Regions from separate parts of the Mus musculus genome. Here all the other regions are linked to region 1. The links are chromatin contacts, called in public HiCAR-type, HiChIP or PLAC-seq and promoter capture Hi-C maps. All regions are on one chromosome and are shown on one strand. Each heading gives the region's core, a stretch centred on a gene start, on an enhancer-like site or on the middle of the called end of the contact. The rest is flanking DNA. Distances are from core to core; before and after follow the strand shown. Region 1 holds the start of Rack1 (receptor for activated C kinase 1). Region 2 holds the start of Mrnip (MRN complex interacting protein). Region 3 holds the start of Tbc1d9b (TBC1 domain family, member 9B). Region 4 holds the start of Rnf130 (ring finger protein 130). Region 5 holds the start of Mapk9 (mitogen-activated protein kinase 9).

The links. Promoter capture Hi-C pulls out the DNA fragments that hold promoters and counts their contacts. HiCAR-type assays count read pairs that join an accessible place to other places. HiChIP or PLAC-seq counts read pairs in DNA pulled down with a chosen protein or histone mark.
Region 2: a contact with region 1 is called in an H3K27ac HiChIP or PLAC-seq map of extraembryonic endoderm stem cells, with 7 times the contacts expected there. The contact joins the promoter of Mrnip here to the promoter of Rack1 in region 1. A contact is called at or near these places in 3 of 39 promoter capture datasets (embryonic stem cells, hippocampal neurons and liver), 2 of 115 datasets of contacts at active chromatin or transcription factors (astrocytes and extraembryonic endoderm stem cells) and 1 of 9 other capture datasets (adipose tissue).
Region 3: a contact with region 1 is called in a promoter capture Hi-C map of embryonic stem cells, with 2.5 times the contacts expected there. The contact joins the promoter of Tbc1d9b here to the promoter of Rack1 in region 1. A contact is called at or near these places in 5 of 39 promoter capture datasets (the 3T3-L1 cell line, cranial neural crest, embryonic stem cells and 2 more) and 1 of 9 other capture datasets (pancreatic islet).
Region 4: a HiCAR-type map of astrocytes shows a contact between it and region 1, with 3 times the contacts expected there. The contact joins the promoter of Rnf130 here to the promoter of Rack1 in region 1. A contact is called at or near these places in 1 of 39 promoter capture datasets (neutrophils), 1 of 115 datasets of contacts at active chromatin or transcription factors (astrocytes) and 2 of 9 other capture datasets (adipose tissue and liver).
Region 5: a promoter capture Hi-C map of embryonic stem cells shows a contact between it and region 1, with 2.8 times the contacts expected there. The contact joins the promoter of Mapk9 here to the promoter of Rack1 in region 1. A contact is called at or near these places in 11 of 39 promoter capture datasets (the 3T3-L1 cell line, 3T3-L1-derived adipocytes, the C10 cell line and 6 more), 2 of 484 Hi-C or Micro-C datasets (B cells and embryonic stem cells), 2 of 115 datasets of contacts at active chromatin or transcription factors (astrocytes and extraembryonic endoderm stem cells) and 1 of 9 other capture datasets (liver).

Annotation. Positions count from the first base shown.
Region 1 is chr11:48,798,138-48,802,458 of GRCm38.p6, forward strand. It overlaps Rack1 (receptor for activated C kinase 1), which reads left to right and starts at 2,223. Exons shown (of 8, transcript NM_008143.3): 1 at 2,223-2,435; 2 at 3,526-3,697; 3 at 4,136-4,283. The coding sequence starts at 2,327. It overlaps Gm36109 (predicted gene, 36109), which reads right to left and starts at 1,266. Exons shown (of 2, transcript NR_166852.1): 1 at 1,244-1,266. It overlaps LOC115485831 (a small nucleolar RNA gene), which reads left to right and starts at 2,728; the gene lies at 2,728-2,795. Snord96a (small nucleolar RNA, C/D box 96A) reads left to right here and starts at 3,896; the gene lies at 3,896-3,972.
Region 2 is chr11:50,172,755-50,177,075 of GRCm38.p6, forward strand. Mrnip (MRN complex interacting protein) reads left to right here and starts at 2,097. Exons shown (of 7, transcript NM_026543.3): 1 at 2,097-2,197; 2 at 4,073-4,132. The coding sequence starts at 2,132. It overlaps Tbc1d9b (TBC1 domain family, member 9B), which reads left to right. Exons shown (of 22, transcript NM_001290760.1): 22 at 1-31.
Region 3 is chr11:50,128,861-50,133,181 of GRCm38.p6, forward strand. It overlaps Tbc1d9b (TBC1 domain family, member 9B), which reads left to right and starts at 2,500. Exons shown (of 22, transcript NM_001290760.1): 1 at 2,500-2,696. The coding sequence starts at 2,579.
Region 4 is chr11:50,023,009-50,027,329 of GRCm38.p6, forward strand. Rnf130 (ring finger protein 130) reads left to right here and starts at 2,323. Exons shown (of 9, transcript NM_021540.4): 1 at 2,323-2,639. The coding sequence starts at 2,393.
Region 5 is chr11:49,844,335-49,848,655 of GRCm38.p6, forward strand. It overlaps Mapk9 (mitogen-activated protein kinase 9), which reads left to right and starts at 2,417. Exons shown (of 12, transcript NM_207692.2): 1 at 2,417-2,641. It overlaps Gm36507 (a long non-coding RNA gene), which reads right to left and starts at 1,963. Exons shown (of 4, transcript XR_003949545.1): 1 at 1,881-1,963.

The sequences.
Region 1 (4,321 bases), core at 973-3,472:
AAGTGGTCTTAATTGAGAGACCCTGGTTTTTACATCTCTGAGCAACCACAGGGGGCTGCAACTTCACACAACATTCACCTAACATATACCTTCCTTTCCAAATGCCTTCCAGTGCACCTTGCTAAGGTCCCCTAATCCCAGCAAACTCTGGCAACTCTCACTGCTCGGCCTACGGATCCCAGCCAAAAGCCTTTGCAATGGAACTATTCCCCAGATACCCACAAGATATTGTGCTTTCACATCTGCCTATGGCTTCCCTCCAAACTTAACCTCACTGTCTTACCCCACCATGATAAGACGTAAACTACAAACAAAACAAAATGGCCATCCGGCTTCTTTCTTCCTTCGGTTCTTATCTGTGACCTAAGCTGGCTTGCCTGGAATTTACTAAATAGACTAGGTCAGCCGTGACATCAGTGATCTTCCTACTTCTGCCTCCTGAACACTCGGATCCCAAACCTCTGACACCATGCTTAGTCTCCTATATTCCTTTATTCTCCGCACTACCATATTTTATAAGTACTAATTTCAATCTCTTATCACAGATAAGAAACTAAACTCAGCTGGATGATGGTGGTGCATGTCTTTAGTCCCAGCGCTTGGGAGACAGAGGCAGGTGAACTCGGACTTCAGGGCCATCCTGGTCTAGAGGGCAAGTTCCAGAGCAGCTAAGGCTACACATTGTCTGGAAAAACAAAACACATAAGAAGAGGAGGAGGAGAAGTTAAATTCCATGCAATTTACGAATAGAAAAAAACAAGCCAGCATGGTCTACAGAGAGCCAGGGATACAAAGAGAAACACTGTCTCCAAAACAAAACAAAACCAAAAAAAAGAAAAAAAAAGAAAGAAAAACAAATACTTATACCTAGGGCTTGGTGTTTTAGGGCTATAATCTTAGTTACTTGGCAGGCTGAGGAAGGGAGATCATAAATTTAAGGCCAATTTGAGCTATGCACATCCTGAATCAAAACGAAACAAGGTTGAATGTGGTGATGAATTCCATCATCGAGGCCAGCCTGGTCTACAGAGTGAGTTTCAGGACAGCCAGGACTACACAGAGAAACCCTGTCTCGAAAAACAAAAAACAAACAAAAAAACGAACAAAAACTAAACAAGGCTGGGAGTTGGGTGGATTTAACTCTGTAAGGCACTCTTCCTAGCATGTGGGAGTTCAACCCATAGCACTAAAATAAATAATTAAATGTATCCTTTAGTTCACATAGACATTAGTGGTTGCTTACCTTCCTGACCTGTGTGTGCTCCTTAAAAAAAAAAAAAAAAAAAAAAAAAAAAAAAAAAAAGTGAAGCTGAACAAATCGGCTGTAGCCAAACACACATGGCAGGAGAGAAAATTCCTGACTTCAGCCAGTGCTCTGTGGCAATCACAAGCGCACTCACACACAAATACTTTAAAACATACAGTTAAAACTTTTTAAGGCCAGATCTGTGACATTTGGAAACACTACAAAATTTGAACACGTGTTGAGGTCATCGGGTTGCCAGGCTATCCGTGTTCCTCTGCTTCCCCGTCCGGGAACACTTCTTTCAGGGCAGCACAAGACAGACCAGCAGGCTTTTCTGGGGAATGATCAGAGGCACAGAAAGGGCTTCCAACAGAATCCCCAGAAATCTGAACCCAGCACTTCCTCCTTTATAGCCTCGCCGGGCGGCGGCTCGGTTTATAATTCCAGTACTTGGGAGACAGAAGCAGGTCGGTAGTTCAAAACCATCCTTGGCAACACAACCAGTTTAAGACTAGCCTTCGCTACATGAAATTTTGCCATAAAACAAACAAACAGGCCAGATTTGCTGGCACACGCCTCTAATTGCGACTTTAATTGTACTTCCGTAAGTCAAAGTTGGAGCCGGGGTCTCCAACCAAGGAACTGAACAGAAGCGGAAAGGGCGGAGCCGCGTCTCTGCCACGTAAGGGCGGAGAGGCCACTGTAGTTTGCTTGTGTGCCCTCAGCCCCACTTCTGCTTCCACGGCATGCTTTAATCTCCCGAGAAGCCTTTCTAAAACCCTGGCGCATCTGGCTTCAGAATGCATTTGTACAGCGCTGCCAAACTAGGTTGCGTGGCAGAAGAAACGACGATACTTGAGACCTACTCTCCCAGTTCCTCCCACTTCTCAGTGCAGCTATCTTTGAGCAGCAGTGAATCATGGGAATCCCCGCCTTGCTCTCCGAGTATTTCCGGTTCCGGCGGAGGCCGCTCTTTCTTTTTCTCCACAGGGTCGTGGTGGCAGCCGCTGTGGTGCTTGGCTCTCTGAGCTATCCGGTGCCATCCTTGTCGCTGCGGCGACCCTCGCATCAACTGCAGCCATGACCGAGCAGATGACCCTTCGCGGGACCCTTAAGGGCCACAATGGATGGGTAACACAGATCGCCACCACACCGCAGTTCCCGGACATGATCCTGTCTGCGTCTCGAGGTACGGGCTGCATGCCGGGTAAATCACCCGGTGTCCTGGGGACTGCATGAGAGTCTCGTGGTTAAGCAAGTGGCGCGCGTGTTGGCTCGGTTCATTCCCCAACCCAGTTGTTAGTTGGGGCGTGCATACCCCAACTTGGGCCCCAACCGGGACGACCCTTTACACATGAACGGAAACCGAGACACGTCGCGCAACTGTACTCACACCCCACCTCCCAAAGTTGGCGATTTTAAATCTCTCGCTTGCTTCCTGGAGATGTGTTTAAGTAGTTTTACGGGGCTACAAGACGGGCGGAGCAATGATGACCCCAACATGCCATCTGAGTGGCTTTGCTGAAATCCAGAGGCTGTTTCTGAGCTGTTGTCGCCTGGCCCTAAACTATAGACAGTGGGTAAACTTTGTAGATGCCTTGTTCCCCACATTTCCGGACTTGATTGTCCCGCCCTAGGTTTTCTTGTAACTAATGATTTTTTTTCTTTAATGATGTATCTTCATGTGTATTTCCTCCCTACCCACCCCAAAATTATGCTCATTTTCTCTCCTACCTAATACTAGGCTTATTATTGTCCGTTTCTGTGTAAGTTGGTTCGTGGCTAGGATTGTGTCTGATGCTACAATAACGGCTGCATTTATTTCAGTAACTCTCAGGCGGGAAAGGCTGTCTCTGCTCAGCCTACATACACCCAAGTGGTGCTTCTGCTGTTAATTAGTCTCGGGCCCGGACGATGACTAAGGTTAGGGTTAGTTTCCCAGACCCTGCATGGTAGCTTGCAGTCATCTGAAACTAGTTCCAGGAGACCTGACACGCACTTCTGAACACCATAGACACAGGTAGCACACATATGTATGTAGGGAGCCACTTTAAATAAAATACATTTTGAATGTGGAACTTAAGTCTCAATCCCAGGAAGTGTGGTGCCCATAGTCTCACATTACAGCTGAGATCTACAGCTCTTGATATTGTAGAGTAGTAAGCCTCTTTTATTTATAACTTGAAGTTTCTCTGTCCCGTTTACTGGCCCCAGTGACTTTAAGACTGTAAATGGTGCACAGTAAGTAGGCTTATACCAACCTTTACCAACCCTTTTAGACAAGACCATCATCATGTGGAAGCTGACCAGAGATGAGACCAACTATGGCATACCACAGCGTGCTCTGAGAGGTCACTCCCACTTCGTTAGTGATGTTGTTATCTCCTCTGATGGTCAGTTTGCCCTCTCGGGCTCCTGGGACGGAACGCTGCGCCTCTGGGATCTCACAACGCAAGTAGCTGCTTTGGAATCTTGGGGGGAAAGTGGGCAGAACTGAGGTAGATTCGCCGGGGTGCAGTCTCCCCTTGGTAATTGGTCCTTTTGTAGAGGGTAAAGCAACATTTGGGGGTGTTGTTTTAAACTGGGTACCTATGAAGTGTCTCATCTTGTACGTTGTCTTAGATGGGCATTTGGCAGATGTAATAGAGGATCCTAGTGATGACAAGACGACATTGTCAACCAATCCCCCACAAGGGAATGAGGACATGTCCTGCAATTCTGAATGGGTTCTCTGATACATGTCAGACATGACATAGGCTAGTAGTAGGTTCTAAGCCACGTGTGGACTGTGTGGGGTAATAGAGCCTACGGGGCAAGGATGAAGCTAGGAAAAGGCTCTAGCTGGATGGACAAAACCTGTCTAGAAAGTGACCAGGTTCTCCTTCTTAGGGGCACCACCACAAGGCGATTTGTCGGCCACACCAAGGATGTGTTGAGCGTGGCCTTCTCCTCTGACAACCGGCAGATTGTCTCTGGGTCCCGAGACAAGACCATAAAGTTATGGAATACTCTGGGTGTCTGCAAGTACACGGTCCAGGTAAAGGGATAAGGGTGGTAGGGACAGCATGTTCAGGG
Region 2 (4,321 bases), core at 847-3,346, 1.4 Mb after region 1:
AAATACTAAATAAAAAATTTTTTAAAAATTACTTTGTTTGTTTAAAGTACAAAACGGTGATTTCTAGTAAACCTGCTGAGTTACCATCTGAACACAATTCTGGATCATCTCTATCAGCCCAGGAAGATCCCTTAGGTCCACTTACAGTAGATTCCTGTTCCCTTCTGGATCGTCTCTATCAGCCCTTAGATCCACTTACAGTACATTCTTGCTCCCTCTCCCAGCGCCAGGCAACCACTAGTCTGTTCTTTGTAAAAAAAATCCCAAACATTTGATTTTACCAAGTGAAGACTCAGGAGCCAGACATGCTGGTGAAAGCCTACTAGCTCAGAAAAGAGAAAGTACCCAACTGACCTTCTTCAACCCACATCCCAGAAGGAAAAATAAAATTTCTTTCTCCACACTGTCTTAAAAACCTTTCCAACTGAATGTCCCTCCTTCCTATATCCTGTGTGTCTCTCTATCCATGCTCCTGACTTCCTCTTACTTTCTATAGTTTTATTCCTGTGTTCACTCCCTGTCAACTGGTTGCTTGTTCAGCCTCCATACCTATGGTTGACTTTATTCAATCTTGTTTACAAGAAACAGCTCTTGGATTAAAGGTGTGTGCTAGAGCTAAGCCACACCACAACTAGGAACAGATTTTTCCAGTATACAATCTTATAGTGTGATCAGTTATCTTTCAAAACTCTTGGATTAAAGGTGTGAACTAGGGCTAAGCCACACCACAACTAAAGACAGGTTTTTTTCCAGTATACACTCTTGGGGTTCACAGTATGATCCTTCAACACCAATCTTGTAAAGTTTATGGTTTCAAAATACCAATTAAGCCAGGTGGTGGTGGAGCATGCCTTTAATCTCAGCACTTAGGTGGCCAGAATTAGGCAGGTTTCTGTGGGTTTGAGGCCAGCCTGGTCTACAGAGGGAAGGAATTCTAGAATAGCCAGGGCTACACAGAGAGGGAAGAAAAATAAAAAGAAGAAAGAAAAGAAGCCAGCCTGGGGGTATGCCTTAATCTCAGGTTTCAGGGGGAAGAGACAGGACTCTAGTGACTTAACCACTGAGCTCTAGAATGACTTTGTTTATTTTTGAAATATTTACTAATTTTATAAGTATGAATGTTTGCCGGCATGTATGTATATTTACCATGTTCATGCCTAGCACCCACAGAGTTACAGATACTCGTGAGCTGCCATGTAGGTGCTAGGAGCTGAATATGGGTCCTCTGCAGGAGCAGTTAAAGCCAGCGAGCTACAGCTACATAGTAAGATCCAGTCTCAAAAAATATATAAAAAATAAAAAATATAAAAAGTATAAAAAATATACTTTCCAGACCCATCCATTTTCCTACAATGTTGTATCCCAAACTAGCCTCAGACTCTGGAGGGAAAGAGGACCTTTTTTGTTTTGTTTTGTTTGTTTTGTTTTTGTTTTGTTTTTTTGTTTTTGTTTTGTTTTTGTTTGTTTGTTTTTTGAGACAGGGTTTCTCTGTGTAGCCCTGGCTGTCCTGGAACTCACTTTGTAGACCAGGCTGGTCTTGAACTCAGAAGTGCGCCTGCCTCTGCCTCCCAAGTGCTGGGATTAAAGACGTGCGCCACCACCGCCCGGCGATAAAGGACCTTTAATTTGACGTTTTCCTGCCTCCGTCTTGTAAATGCTGAGATCACAGTCACACGACAGTTTTAATTCAAAACCAAGATAGTTTATAATGTCAGCCATGCAAAGATGTCCTGGCTGTAGAAAAGCACCGTCCCTGCTCCGAGTCAGAGAGCCAAAGGCGATGGACCAAACACGTAGGAACACCAGCTCGGGTTGTGTTGTTGTTGTTTTGATTTGATTTGATTTGATTTGACTTGATTTGGTTTGTTTTGATTTGATTTGTTTTTTATGCTTGTCAGGGGATGGAGGCGGGGTTGGGAGGCCGGAGAGGCGAACAGTGACCACCGAGACAGTGGGCTAGAGCGGCTCAAGAGCTCTCAGGGGCGGGGCCGACTCAGTCAGAGAAGAACGGAGAGACGCACCAGGGCATGCGAGGTGGAGCTGAGCCTAGAGGGGCCGGAACCAGCGCAGGTTGGGCGGAGCCTGGGCGGGATTGCAGAGCCCGAGCTCACGGCGGGAGAGTGAGTCCTGAATGGCGCCGGCTCAGCAGTCTCGGGTTCTACGGTGCTGCAGCTGCCACATCTTTCAGGCGCATCAGGTGGGGTGGGCGTCTGCCTCACCCTCTTTCCTAGCAGGACGGTGGGCGAGATATGGAGGGCCGCGTCTCATATGGCCATGGGAAATGACAGTGACGAGGCTGAAGGCTGTGCTTCGTTGCTGTCACTTCACAACACGCCTCTGCCATTTTGTTTGTGTTTATCTGTTGTTGCTGCTGAGGGTTCTGCTCAGAGCTGTGGGCGCGCTCTTCCACTGAGCTACCACCCAGCCCAGTGTATGTCGGTTTTTTGCATGATCGTTGTAGAATCCACAGTAGTTGTTTCTTCTGAGGCGGCTTCCATTGGATACTAGCAAAATGGTCAGGAATCCAGGTTGAGGAGTAGCGTCCTCTACGCAGAACCTAGCCCATCATTACACTCAGTGTCTCTTCTCAGTTTTATTACAGTGAATGGTGAGCTTTAAAAGCCCTAGGGTTGGGTGTTCGCCTAACATTCCCACAGCCCAAAAATGGGATTAGGCATGGCAATGAATGAAGGTAGGAGGGCTTAGCGAGTTTGAGGCCAACCAGGGTTATCCGAGACCCTGTTTCAAAACAAGCAAAACTGAATAATGTATAAGCAGTTTGGACTCCATTTTGACATTCCCCTTGGTGGGCCCGGATGTCACTTGGTGCCTCTACCTGCAGCCTTATCTTCGTGGTAATAGTTACCTCCATGCTCATTAGAGCCAGCACAACCCATAAATGGTTAAAGGGGATAGTGGTCGGTGTTTGTTTGAGAGGCTTTGTTTCATACGTCAAGTTGGCTCCAGGCTCTAGATCCTCCTGCCTCAACCTTATTAGTTAACTTCTGAGCTGATCCCCAACCCAAATCTTAGTCTTGGTGGTAGTGGTTTTATTGTTTTAGGGGGTGGAATTTGGTTTGGTTTTGAGGGTGTTGCCAAGACATAATTTCAATATTTACTTTAGATTGACCTCTAATTCCTAATCCCTGGCCTCAGCTTCCTGAATATCTAGAGTATATATCTCTAATGCCACGTCAGTCCCAGGAGACTTACGAATCAGCCTAGATCTCTTTGTATAGTTAAGCATAATCTTTCATGACATTTCTTCAAGGAGCTTTTGTATCTATATAAAAAAATTATTTTTATGTGTATGGTTTGCCTTGCATGTATGTCTGCACCCCATAAAATGTGGTACCCACAGAAGCCAGAAGAGGGTCTTAGATCTCCTGGAGTTAGAGGGACAGACAGTTGTGAGCTGCCACATTGGTGCTAGGAACAGAACTTAGGTCCTTTACAAGGGCAGCCAATTCTCTTAACTGATGAACTGTATCTCCAATGTACTAGCTGCCACAGAGGCATATCTCCAGCTCTGGAATTCCTGCCCCACTCTGTGCTCGCATGCGCATGTAGTGTGTGTGTCTGTGTGTCTGTCTGTCTGTCTGTGTGTCTGTTATATGCATGCTTGTATGCAGATAAGCACATGGAGGCCAGAAAGGAACATTAGTTCTGCTGTCTTTCCACCTTATTTCTCTGGAACAGGGTCTATCACTGAACCTGGAGCTAGGCTGGCAGCCAGCAGTCCCCATTGACCCCATTCCCACCTCCGACAGTCCTGTGAACACAGGCTCACGTGGCTACGGAGATCTGACCTCAGGCCCTCATGCTTGCTCAGCAAATAAACTTTTACCCATTGACATTCCTTTTTTGGACCCTGGGATGGCAAAACTCCAACTGGATGTTTGTTGTTTCATACAAATGGCCAATCTTCCCAGCACCTACCTATTAAATAGTACAGTCCTTCCTCACCTAAAATGCTACTTTCAGGGCTGGGGGTATAGCTAAGTTATTTCTGATTCACATCTACCTGTCATATGAAGTTGTTTGAGCTATAATTTCCAATATTTCATTGTAGGTGAAGAAGAGTCTCAAATGGACATGCAAGGCTTGTGGAGAGAAGCAGTCATTTGTTCGGGTAAGTACTGAGAAAAAAACTAAAGAGCCCAACCTCTCTTCCTACAGCCAGGATCCTTTTCTCTCACAGTTCACCTTTGAGAGCTGCTGCACCCTGGGTTCCTTCCTCCTGCATCGTCAGTGGGTGGAGCAGTGACTACACAGGGTCTGTCCTTCACTCCTTCGTTCAGCAAGGGTTTCTTCAGTAGCT
Region 3 (4,321 bases), core at 1,250-3,749, 1.3 Mb after region 1:
GATAATATTATTAAGAGCCAAAAGGCTGAAATATCCATCCACTGGTAGATAACAAGATGTGGCATATCCCTCCATGCAATATTCAGCCATAAAATATAAGCCACGGTCATGCTACGGCGTGGATGGACCTTGGACATGTGATGGTGAGTGAAGAAGCCAAGCACAACAGGACAGATTACTTCGTTCACACTAAATAACCCGGGATAGGTAGGCCATAGAGGCAAAAGCAGAGTTGTGGTTATTAGGGACTGAATGGGAGAAGGCTGGGCAGTAGCTGTGATGTGGACAGGGTTACCATTCCAGATGATGGAAAGGAGCTGAAGTGCTAGATAATGTGGTTCACTGCTAAGCCCTGTGATGGTGTCAGAACCTGAATTTTGCACTTTTATCAATCAAGTGAATTTTATAAAATAAATTCACACAAAATAAAAAGAAAAAAGACATAGGCTTAGCACAGACTGAGTGCTCAATAAATATTATTTTCCTTATAAAAACTGGTCCTTACAGATTGTTCTCTGGGTCGGCTGCAGCACCTAGGAGTGTGGTAGATATGCAAAGACATAGGCAATGCCAACAGTCTATGTGTCAGCCTCAGATGTCCGAGGTCCAGCCATGTCTTAGCACCTCAGTGGCTGATATCTTATGGCTGGATGTTGCATGGAGGGATATGCCACTACTGTTACCATCAGCTGATGGACACGTCAGTCTCTTGACTCTTGAGTACACTAAAGTACACTCAAATTTGAAATAAGGATAGACGATCCTTTATTGCGCTCCAAGGTGGAACAAATACTTGCAGTTCTTAAATTACATTTATTTAGTTAATTATTATTTTATTTTACTTAGAAGTCAAAGGAACTTGCAGGAGCTGTTTTTCTCCTACCATGTGGGCTCTGAGATCAAAGTCAGGCATCTCACTGGTTCTCAGGTACTTCCAAATGCTTTTTATAAAATTATTATCATTCTTCCAAATTAAATTTTTTGTAGATTTCTATCTATCCATCCATCTATCTATCCATCCATCCATCCATCCATCCATCCATCTATCCATCCATCCATCCATCCATCTATCTATCTATCTATCTATCTATCTATCCATCCATCTCTCTCTATCTATCTATCTCTGTCTCTATCTCTGTGTATATGTGTGTGTGCATCCATGAGTGAATGCTATTGCTGTTAATTTCAGCAGCCAGAAGAGAGTATCAGATCCCCTGGAGCTGTAACCCCCCCCCCCCCAATCTCCATCTTTTGCTGAGCCATCCCTCAGTCCACTACTTCTAAATTATTTTTGGTCTAGAACTTGCTAGGTAAACCATGCTGGTCTCAACTTCACAGAGATATACCTGCCTCTGCCTCCCAAGTCCTGGGGTAAAGGTGTCTACCACCATGCCTGGCTTACTTCCGAAATCTTGAGGGTAGACTTCTCCAGAGAGCACAGCAGCATTCGTCTGCGCGTCCAAAGTCCTCATTGAGGACTTACTATCAGGACACATTAATACAATGGGCTGAGAATCCAGTATCTGAGAGATGATGAGTTTAGTTATGTTTCATACATGGATATCATACTCACTCCCTCATGGAGTAAGATGATGGACAGCCAGACTGACTGGTTGCTGTGTACTCTGTCAGGATAACCGGAGTATATTGTACTTCAAAGTTGTAAGGAAAGCCATGTCTTGAAAGCTGAGTCACAAGCCGCGTTTCAGAAGGTTGTGGCTCACTCTGGCTGTCACCCATTACATCTGCTCAAACCTCCCAGAATGAATTTATCTCTCCTTCCTTTTACCCTCCTGCCATGTCCAGGTGACATGGGGACAGCTCATACAGCTGTCTCCCTAGCCTTTACCAAAATAAATATGGTCCGCCCCTTTTGTCCAGGCGGAGTCATTTGCACCTTTGAGTCAGAAACTATCTTGTTCCTAATTGTTTAACCGGGCTCTAGTTCACAGAGCCCGCAGTAGCTAGTTTTGCTTCATGGTTCAGTGGCAGAAGCCCTGGGCTGGGATCTGAAGGTGAATTTGTACTGTCAGAGACTGCCGCCTTCAGGCCAGGAGAGGTAAGAGCAGGGCACTGCGCCCCTAGATCATACTGCTGTACGCTTATGAAAAAAATTAAGTGCTCATCTGTGACCTCAGCCTCAAGGCCACCCCAATCCATCTGTCAGATGGGGTGAGCGCACTTATTTCAAAGGGCACCAGCTGCGCTTCCTGACAACTGGGCTCTTGAGGATCCCAACCTTAGACTTGAGTCAAAATCCCGAGGCTGACCAGGCGCTGCTGTACCCTTCTCCAGACGCTTTTTGCCACATTAACTCGCCTGGGCTGCACAGTAGGCAGAGAGCATGCGATCCCCTCCAAACTGGACAGCGGCAGCAGGGCTGGAGGGGACTGCCAGGCCAGGAGAGGTCGAGGAGGGCGACGCTGTGAGCCAGCGCGGCCGCTAGGGGGAGCCAACCTTCGGGCCGACGTCTCGACCCCGCCCCAGCCTCTCGGCTCCTCTCGGCTCGGCTCGGGCGCGGCGACGGCGGCGCGCGCTTCCGCCTCACGGGCTCTGGCCCGGTGCGAGCGGCCGCGGGATGTGGCTCGGGCCCGAGGAGGTGCTGGTGGCTAACGCGCTATGGGTGACGGAGCGGGCCAACCCCTTCTTCGTGCTGCAGCGGCGCCGAGGCCACGGCAAGGGCGGAGGCCTCACGGGTGAGCGGGGCGCGGGCGGCCGGGCCTGTGCGCACCGGGCCTGGCGGGGCAGCAGGACGCGACCCGCGGGCACGCGCAGCGGCACAGGGGGGTCGGAAGGCGGGTGGGGAGGACGATCCCGGGACAGGCAGCAGGGGAAGGACACCAGTGGCCTCCGCCGGGACGTGTGCACAGTCCTGTAAAGTCACATAGCAACCAGAAGCCAGCAGGGTTCCCCAGCTCGCCCTCTGCCTCAGTTTCTCCAGCTGCCTCTGAGGGACCAAGTGGCATAAGCACACGTTTCCTTTTGCCCTCTTTACTCCTAGTTCACTGAAGAGTTGCCTCTTGGCGAAGACCAAAGATGCCCTGACCTCCCCTTCCTCCGGTCTCTCCTCACTTGATGCCGTCAGAGCTCCCAATTCAAAGCTTGTTTTTGCATATTTATCGGTATATATGAAGTGTCCCTCAGAGCTACCCCGGGTGCCTCTCGGGTATCTGAGCACTACCACTCACACAGAAGCAGCTGGAGTGGGAGCCTCTGACTTTGTGTGACATGTGGCATTGTGGGAATCTATTCAGCAGGACTTGTTGGAAGCCCCGTGTGTCCCAGGGCTTGTCAAGTACTCCAGATCCGGCCCTGCAGCAGACCCCTGTACGTGGACCCTTCTGGGTGCCAGATCTTTCAATATGGAAAGTGAATTTTCTGTGAATGCCCTGGTTTTGCAGGGTGGCAGCTGACAGTCCTGCAGATGCAGTTGGTGGCCTCACCTAGGTGACATCAGCTGCCAGCATCTCATGAGCTACACTTCTTAATGTGGAAGGGACTGTACCTTTTCCAAGAAAACTCAATGTTCCCTTCCACAATCAGGCTCCTTCCCGGAGGGCCAAGAGATGACTGGAGTTGATGCTAGGCCTGGCTCCAGGACCCAATGTTTATTGAGAGTTAGGTAGCAGCCCTCTTGAACAGCCCAGTGATCAACCTTGGAAGCTACCATAAGGCCACTGAGGAACACAGGGCACCGTGGGACAAGTCCCTTTTGTTCTAGCATTCATCTGTGTCCAACCGCCTCCCGCCTCTCAAGGCTGAGCGTCCAGACTACGGTGCCAGCCATTCTGTGAATTCCAAATCACATTGAGCCAGGTTTGTGCAGCCTGCCATGGCCATTGGGCCATCACAGCCTCCTGAGCACTGTATACCTAAGAGATTCATCAGGAACGCAGGTTCCTTCGAGCCTCTTTTCAAAACTGACCAGCCTGGCCTGGAGAAGTGGGCTCAAGGGCTGCAAAACCAAGGTTCAAATCCCAGCACCCATATGGTGGCTCACAACCATCTGTAACTTTGGTTATAGAGAACCCAATACCCTCTTCAGGCATCCATGGCCACCAGACACAAACATGTGCACAGATATACATGTAAACACATAATGATCTGGGCAGTGGTAGCTCATGCCTTTACTCTCAGCACTTGGGAGGCAGAGGCAGGCAGATTTCTTGAGTTCGAGGCCAGCCTGGTCTACAGAGTGAGTTCCAGGACAGCCAGGGCTATACAGAGAAACCCTGTCTCGAAAAAAAAAAAAAATGAATTAAGTCAGCCGTGGTGGTGCTTGGGAGGCAGAGGCAAGTGGATCTCTTGAGTTTGAGGCCAG
Region 4 (4,321 bases), core at 1,073-3,572, 1.2 Mb after region 1:
GGGGTTCAGAACTTAGGTTCTCATGTTTGCACAGTGATCACTTTACCCCAGAGTCACCTCCCAAGCCCCCAGATGTTACATTTCAACATCAACCTCAATAACTGTAACTCTAAAAATCCAGTGTACTAGTGAATGAAGAGAATGAAAGACAGAAGACATTCACAACCCAGTAAGACTTAATAATTGTTTTTTGGTTCTTCAAGACAGGGTTTCTCTGTGTAGCCCTGGCTGTCCTGGAACTCACTCTGTAGACCAGGCTGGCCTCGAACTCAGAAATCCGCCTGCCTCTGCCTCCATGATTTAATAATTAAAAAGTACAAAATACTAGACAATACAAACGTTGCAAGAACACAAAGAAAAGACACATTAAGTACATTAATGTGGGGGCAGAAAATCAGACTAGGAATTGTGGTAAAAGCAAACTGCTGCTTTTGATAAAATGAGAGCGGGGCTTTGTATGACCAGTTGGGGTCATTTAGAAAATTTAAGAACACAAACGAGGAAGCACAAGAGGAAGAAGAGAAGTTAAGAGGCTATGGAGGAAGAGAAAGAGGAGGAGGGAGAGTGGGAGGGGAGGAGAGGGGAGGAGGAGACAGACTTTGGAAAACTAGACAACTCTCTGAGAGTTTCAGCACTGCCCATGGGGCCATGCTTAGGCTTTGACCCCTGGAGTCCCCCAAGCACTGTTCCATGGGCCTTACACACTTGTCCTTATACACCTAGAGGTAGCAAGCAGATCAAATCCTGACAGACAAAAGCTCTTAATAGAATCTGGGACCTGCAAAGGTGGTAGCTGAGATCTTAGTGGAGCTTGGCAAGAAGGGAATTTGACATGGGACAAACAGGTGATCTAGGCATTCTTATGAACTGAGAAATGGGAAGAGAGACAGGCAAAGAGGTTTAAGAGACAAAGAAAGTGGTAGAGATAGAGAAATGGCCCTGTCAAGGTGGGCATGAGGGTAGCTCACTGACAGGCATCTGAGGGCTCTATTCAGACTTCAGCCCACATCCTCCAGGAAGCCCCCCACACCCAAGTACCCTAAACACTACATTCTCATTTCCCATATACTGTTACACCAGTAGTTCTCAACCTTCCTAATGCTGTGACCCTTTAATACAGTTCTTTATGTTGTAGTGACCCCAACCATAAAATTATTTTCGTTGTTTACTCCTTCCTCTACCCTGGTTTTGTATCAGGTGTGTGTGGACTTCTATCACTTCTCGTCAGGGGCATCAGCACCCCACACACTAAAAACCCTTGCTAATACCATACACATTTTTAGCAAAGGGAAGATTAGACCAACAAATGGGAGGGGAAAGGAGATTCATATTAGAGATAGTCTGATGCAGGCTCCAAACATAGCCTGTGACTCTTTGGCAGGCACCTCCGGGGTCTCATCCTGAGAATAGGTACTGGGGTCCATTTCACCCAGTGAGGAGAGGCCCAATTACTGAAGAAACAGAGCAGAGTCCTTGTTAAATGCCGTGGTACTATGCCATTTTACAAAAAGGAAGTGAAGGCCTGTGGCTCTGGGTATTCTGGGGGCGGGGAGGGGGGAGTGGGGGAAGAGGACCATACCAACCTGATGAAGTTAACATCCGTCTCTAACAGACCTTGCTAACCACTCAGATGCCTTATTGGGTCCAAGTCTACTGGGCCCCAAACGCAAAGGCACTCTCCCGACTGATGTCAATTATTGTACAGCATGCAACCAACCCAGTGGAAATGTTAGCTCTCACAGACATTTAATTTAAAACCTTAACGATTAGCTTAGTTTCTTTTAGTGGTATCTCCAACATCTCTATAGGTTCTTGGAAAGCTTCACAGATCCAGGTCATAGCGGGGTATGAAGCCCGGGGCAGTTCACTGAACCCAGTGCCAGCAAGCAGGTGACTGGACCGCCCCTGGCCCTCGTGCGGGAGGGCGGGAGCAGGCAGCGCCTATTGCGCACGCGCAGCGGACGGGTTTGCGCATCGGGCTTGCGCGTTGCCGCTCTGCTGGAGGGAATGGGGCGGCGGCGGGCACGCGCCTGAGGCGGCGTTGCTGACCCTCCCCGAGCAGTGGGGACCACTCCTTCCCACCACTCCGAGTCCTCTCAGGGGCCCTGTCCGCAGGCCTAGTCCCTGGGCATTCCAGGTGCCCTGACAGCACACGGCCTGACGCGCCGTCCTTCCCCTGAGAGATCCACGGGCGCGCACTCGCGCGCGGGCCGCGGACGTGAGGGCGGCGAACGGCGGAGCCGCGGCGCCGAGGAGGGCCGTGCTCGTGCCCGGCTCGTTTCGAGGCGCGCGCGCGCTCCCGCCGCAGCCCGGGCCGCGCCCGCCCCGCCTCTCAGCACCGGCCCCGGAGCCCGGTCCGCGAGCGGCGGCGGCGGCGGCGGCCGGAGGGACCATGAGCGGCGCGGCGCGAGCGGGCCCGGCCCGGCTCGCGGCGCTGGCCCTGCTGACTTGCAGCCTGTGGCCGACGCGAGCGGACAACGCGAGCCAGGAGTACTACACGGCGCTCATCAACGTGACGGTGCAGGAGCCCGGCCGCGGCACCCCGCTCACGTTCCGCATCGACCGCGGGCGCTACGGGCTCGACTCACCCAAGGCCGAGGTCCGCGGCCAGGTGCTGGCACCGCTGCCCATCCACGGAGGTGAGGCCGGAGCCGAAGCCCGAAGCCGGGCGGGGGTCGCGGGGGCGGCGTGGCCGGGGGTCTGCGCGCCGTTCGGCCGCCGGCCCAGGGGGCTCGAGGTCCTCGCGCTGTGGAGCCTGGCCTGCTCCCCGCTGAGGAAAGAGGCTCCAGAAACCCTGCTGCATTTCACCCTAAAACTAAAAGAGAGCGAGACTTAGAACGTCCTCCTCTTTTTCATTTAGTTAGCTTGTTTACTGGAGGGCACTGGAATGCGAGTTTTCAGGGACAGTTGAGACAAAGGAGGTGGTGCAGGGGCGCAGAACTAGTTCATGGTGGACGAGATGCTTAACCTGTTTTTTGGAATCGGTAGGTTTGTTCCTGAAATCCCACGGATTTAACACTGCAGTGAATCTCTAGGGATCAGAGCCCCCCCCCCCATCTACTCCCCCTCCCCCTCCCTCTCCCCCCAGTAGTGGCTAAGGGGAGAGGGTCCCTGTTGCTTTTGGTTTTCTCTGGCCCCGATAGTTGTGCTGTCATGAAACGCTAGAGATTTTCACATTATAAAGAATGTGAGAGTAGCTGAACTAGTAGCCAAGTCTTTGGTCACGGGTGCCCATCCAGAAGGAAAAAAGGTAAAATGATCAGGAATCGTCTTTGAAGCCATTTGATTTAGCCTTGGCGTTCCCTTTGTGTATGCTGGCTGTGAATTCTTAATGATTTGGTGTAAACTGGTATTTGTTAATTACTGGCCGTGTTTTAAAGGACATTTCTCCGTGGAGTGTGACATTTGGGGACTTTGGCAGGCTGGACTTCGGGGAGATGTCTCCCATCTTCTATATCCTCCCGTTCTCACCTTACAATGTTGAGAGGATTAAAAACCAAAATTGCTATTCGTGTTCAGATGACCTAATCTAGGCAATAGTGTTTGCTTTTATAGTCTAAAATATTAAAATATGCTCTCTGAGCTCGGTATTTGTATAACATATATTAAGCAGTTGTTGTTGAGGCATACTGGCTTGGGGCATAAGGTTTTACTGTTGTCTTTCTTCAACTTAGACTGGGCTCTTAAACGGTCATTTTTACACCAGTGTATTTCTTATTCCACTAGGTTAGAAGCAGTACTTAAGGTCCCTATTTGACCATAGGAACAGTTTTTTTTTCTTTGCTCCATTCAATAAATATTTGCTGCCTGCTCTGTGCCAGTCACTGTGGTTGGGACATGTAATGTTGCCAAACTATGGCAGTAACAATGCTACACTATTTTCTGGTGGGGAAAAGAACCGTGAGGGTCATGTGGAAGGGAAGGAAGAGGAAGAGAGAGGCAAGCTACTCTGCAGAAAGAGCTGTAAAGTGTTATGAAATCTGTGGTTTGCTCTTGGGGCTTGGTTCTCCCCAGGCAACCCAGACCACCATCCTCACTTAAGATGCTGTACTCCAAAGTGTTTTGAGTGCCACTATCTGTTGCTTGTCTTCACCCCCAAATTAAGTCCCCTTTTGGATAGTGCTTGTATGAGTCCAGCAGAAAGGTTTGGGGAGCTAAAAGTCAGTTATCTTAACCTGTCACTGGTTGAAGGCTGCATATTAGACCTCTGCTGCAAATACACACTGTTTGATACTGGTAAAATAATTTGGTCTGGTGGCTTCATTTCTTATTTTTAAAAAATTAACTGATGGAGAACTCACCTCTCCTGTGAAGAAGTGGT
Region 5 (4,321 bases), core at 1,167-3,666, 1.0 Mb after region 1:
TGCCCATCAGCCCATGGTCACCAACGCCACTCTGTCCCCAAAGGCCGCATCACTCCAATCTCCTTACCTACCACTCCTGCCAGTACAGGTGGCTGTGGTTCTGTGGACACAGCACACATGCCCCTCCCCGTTCTGAGTCCCTCCTCCTTCTGAGCACTTGGCCCAAATGTGTTTCAAAGTCTCAGACCCAGCCCTTTGCTTTGTTTTCCAGCCTCGGTAAGAACTTCCTTCTGCCAAAAGTTCTTCCACTGTTCCTCCCAGCCCGGCCACTGTGACCAGGCGTCAGTGTCCATGTATGGAGCCCACGACACAACACACTGTTGGCGGGATCTTTGCACTTAGAGGCTTCGCCCAGGATTCTGTGCACTCATTCAAAGCACGGACTCCCGCCATTCCACCCCACCCTGTCATTTCACCTCAGTATGTTCACCATTATTTTGAAAAAAAAAAGAACAAAGAGCAGCGTCTGTAGAAAAAAACAGAATCTGAATGGGAAACTTACTGGGTAAACATACCCATGATGATTTGTGGTTACTTACTTTGCATTGAGTTGGCTATAACACCAGTCTTGGATGTCTAGGGATTCTAATCTGAGGGGAAGCACTCATTAGTGTTCTTCAGGGAAACTGCAACAATGGTAGCCAGGCTGTGCTGGTTTTTAATAATGCCAACTGCTGGCTCTGTTTTCTTTGGAGCTTCTAAAGCAGTGACGGGAAGAGCCGAGGTGAGGACAGGTGTGGACAGAAGCTCACAAAAAGAACCTTTCTCAAAGCAGCACACTCAGGAACTAGGAGAATTTTGAGCAGGAATAAACCATACTCCCCCTGGTGGCCAGCATGGGGGTGGCCAAAGGAGGACTCTGCTAGTTGGGCTTGGTCAACTCGATTTAGTCCTATCTGGGAAGAGAGACTTTTAACTGAGACAATGCCTCCCTAAGATTGGTCTGTAATAAAGTTTGTGGGGACATTTTCTTCACAAATGATTGATGTGGGAGGGCCTAGCACACTGGAGGCAGTTCCATCCCTGACCTAGTGAGCTGCGTTCCCCCACTTCCTCTGCTTTGGTTCCTGCCTTGAGTTTCCTACTTCCTTTAACGATGGAGTGTGACCTCAGAGTTCTAATCCAAAATAAACCCTCTCCTCCCCGAAGTGCTTTCTGGTCATTGTGCCTTGTCACACCAATATAAAAGCAGAATAGGACAGAGACACTGTGATTGTCTGGATCCCCTTCTCGACCCTACTGCTCCTCTGAGCCTCCACCACCCTAGTTCAGTGCTTGAAACCAGAGTCACAGCTCTCTTCAAATTCTGCGGAGATTCATGGGGCCTCCTAGTCTCTTGATCTTCCTATACGCAGAGTCCTTCTCCCTGGCTCCTCCTTGGCATCTTGTGACTACAGCTCTACCACCATAGACACCACTTGTCAACTACTGTCTCCATTTTTCCAATCCCTTATTGACCAGTCCTCAGCCTAACCTGTTCGTAGCTTCCCTCAGTGTGTTCAACGTCCCTGTCTCACTTGCAGCCTCTCTATCAAAACACAGAGTAGTCAGAATCCCAAATTCTGAGTTTTCCAAACATCTGATTCACCTCAGACCTTCTGGAACCTACTTGAGAGCCAGAGGTCTGCAGAAGCGTCAACAAAAGCAGCAGTGTTAAAGACCCACTGTCTAGAAGCCCTTCAGCACTGGACGGACACCCTCCTCACCCCTCTACACCAAAGCAGAAACTTGTCTCTTATAAGAGGCCTCTTTAGGCTATACCCGTCACTGACTCATCAGGGTCATGGTCACCGTCTCCCCAACCCCCACCTTCTGGACATCTGGCCGCACCCCTGTTATGATCCCATTCAGTGTGGCATCTGCCTTAGTGAAAAACAAACCCCAAGGCCCCGCGGCTTGTCCTGGTTCTTCCTCCGGGGCCGTTGTACTCCAGGTTCCCAGGCTTCAAGTCCTTGATCATGCCCAGAACTCTTGTCTAACCCGGCTGTCTTTAGTCCTTTTCCAAGTCGCCTCTCCATTTGCACCTGCTACAACCGAGGCCTGACAATGGCTCCTACACTGTAGTCGCAAAGTCACGCCTCGCCCCTCCCCGGCTCTGGCTCCCCTTGGCCCACCCTCTCCGGCGCATGCGGGTCTCCTGGCCCTGGAGGGCGGGCTCAGGAGACGGTCCTAGCTTGACCTGGATCCCTAACTCTGTGCACACTGGCGGACGCTCTTCCAGCAAGCAGACGGTCAGACGGCGAGCCGCCTAGGGGGCGCCACTCTGCACTAGGGCATCCAGAGCGCGCCACTGGCCCCGCCCACACCCAGCCTCCAGCCACGCCCGTACTGCCCAGCCTTGCCCACCCCCAGTCTCAATTGGTCCCGCCTGTCTGGATATCCTAGTTCTGATTGGCTGGCCTAAGAATCCGTCAGACTGAGCGCCGCGGCGGCGGCGGCGGCGGTGGCAGCAGCGGAGCAGAAGGGAACCGGACCGGAAGGGTCGCAGCGCCCCGCGCCCCTCACACCCACTGCGACGGCGACGGGGCGGAGCAGAGCGGGGCGGGGCGACCGGGTCCAGGTCGTGGAGCTGGGTGCCGCCAGAACGCATCGCCGCCAGCGTGCCCTCCCTCTGCCTCCGGCGCGGCGGCGCGGAGCCGAGGTGAGCCGGGCGGGCGGCTAGGCCTGGCGGGGCTGCTCGGGCCACGCAGGGCCTGGGGTGCGGGGCTCAGGGGGTGGACTGCTCGGTACTGCCCGGCTATCCACGGTTCCGCGGTCGTTCTCTCCCGCCTGGTGTGTGCAGCCCCAGGGCTGCAGGCCGGCTGTCTGGCCGGGCCCCAGCAGACCTGCCCGCAGGGATCTGTGGGCGCCTTTCCTCCAGCTGTGAGGCACGTCGCTGCACCCCGCTGCATGCCCTGGAGCCTGAGCTCTGGTCCCCGCGACCTTGGCGGTGACTGCGACCCTCACTGGCCCTCTGCTTTCCCCTCGGGAGTAATGGTAGAATGTCTAGGGTTTGGTCGGGGTTGTTAACGGGCAGTGTAACTGTCTCAAAGCGTTAGGGCAGAGAAGCCTAAGGCGCACATTTGAGAGCATCTGAGTGGGTAAATAAATGCTCCCTTGCTGATGTGAGTGTCGTAGGAACTCCCCCTCATCCGCTTAGAGTCCTCCCCCACTTCTGCCCCCCCTCCCGAGCCTTGTCATTCATCTTCAGTGCCCAGCAAAGCCAGAGTGGGCCCTGCCCACCTCCTCCGCCACTCCTTCCCCTCTTAACAGAAGCAGATCTCTGCTCTCCTATCCTAAGCTCACCTGCCTTGGGCATGCCAAAATCATTTATTTACCTCAGGACCTTTGCACTTCGATTTCTCTATGTTCAGAGTTGTCTATAAGATTTTTACCCAGCTGTCTTCTCTCACATCGCTTCCTCCTGTGGTTCAGTGTCTTGTTATAGGCGAGGCCTACCTAGCTTGACCACCCTTTTCCCTCGCTTAGTCATTCTCGCTCATCAGTTTCTTTAATTTTCCATCCAGTACCTACTCTGGATTGATGCTATCTGATTTATTGCCCCGTCCTTTTTGTATAGCATGGTGAGTACAGGTAGTTGTTTCATCTGTAAAGTCAGATCAGTGAATGAACAGTAAGACCATCCCTGCCTATTATTATCTCTGCTTTGTCCATTTTGTTGGTGACTTTAACTTGTGAAACTTGTAAGCAAACAGACGCTGATTCTCACTTTGTGAAATATTTTCATGTTTTTAATCTCTTTCTAGTAGCTGTCAGAACAATTTGTGATAAAAAAAATACGTTTTGGTAAGAGTTTTGCTCTGGCTTCCTTCCACACATTCAGGAGTTATCTACTGGATTCTGTATTATCTAGGTCATGCTTTCTGCTGGGCTCTGGGGACACAAAGGAGATAGCAACAGGGTACCGTCCCCCAGAGAGTCCAGGAGCCCCATAGAGCAGACTGGCATGCACACAGTTCTAGGACAGGATATGACACCAGCTATAGTGAAGGGTCTGTGCCCTAGAAATGGAGGGTGTGGGGTGGGGGTGCTGGAGGGCCTTGAGCAGGGACAGACAGAAAGTGAAAGGGCAAGATCAACAAGGAACTCTGCTCAGTCTGGAGCCAAGAATCAGCCCTCCAGGGCAAGTGTGGGGCTTTATGGGGTGCTGGAGACCCCAGAGCTCCAGAACTTGGTTCAGCAATTTTTGTAAAAGCCAGGATTCCAAGTTTGTATCTGGACTCTGATATGTCAGTGTTGGCAATAGCTAATTAAAACTAGCTATTTGGTGCCAAGCCAAAATGCGGACCTCATGCAGCACTGCTAACCTCCTGAGCAGGCA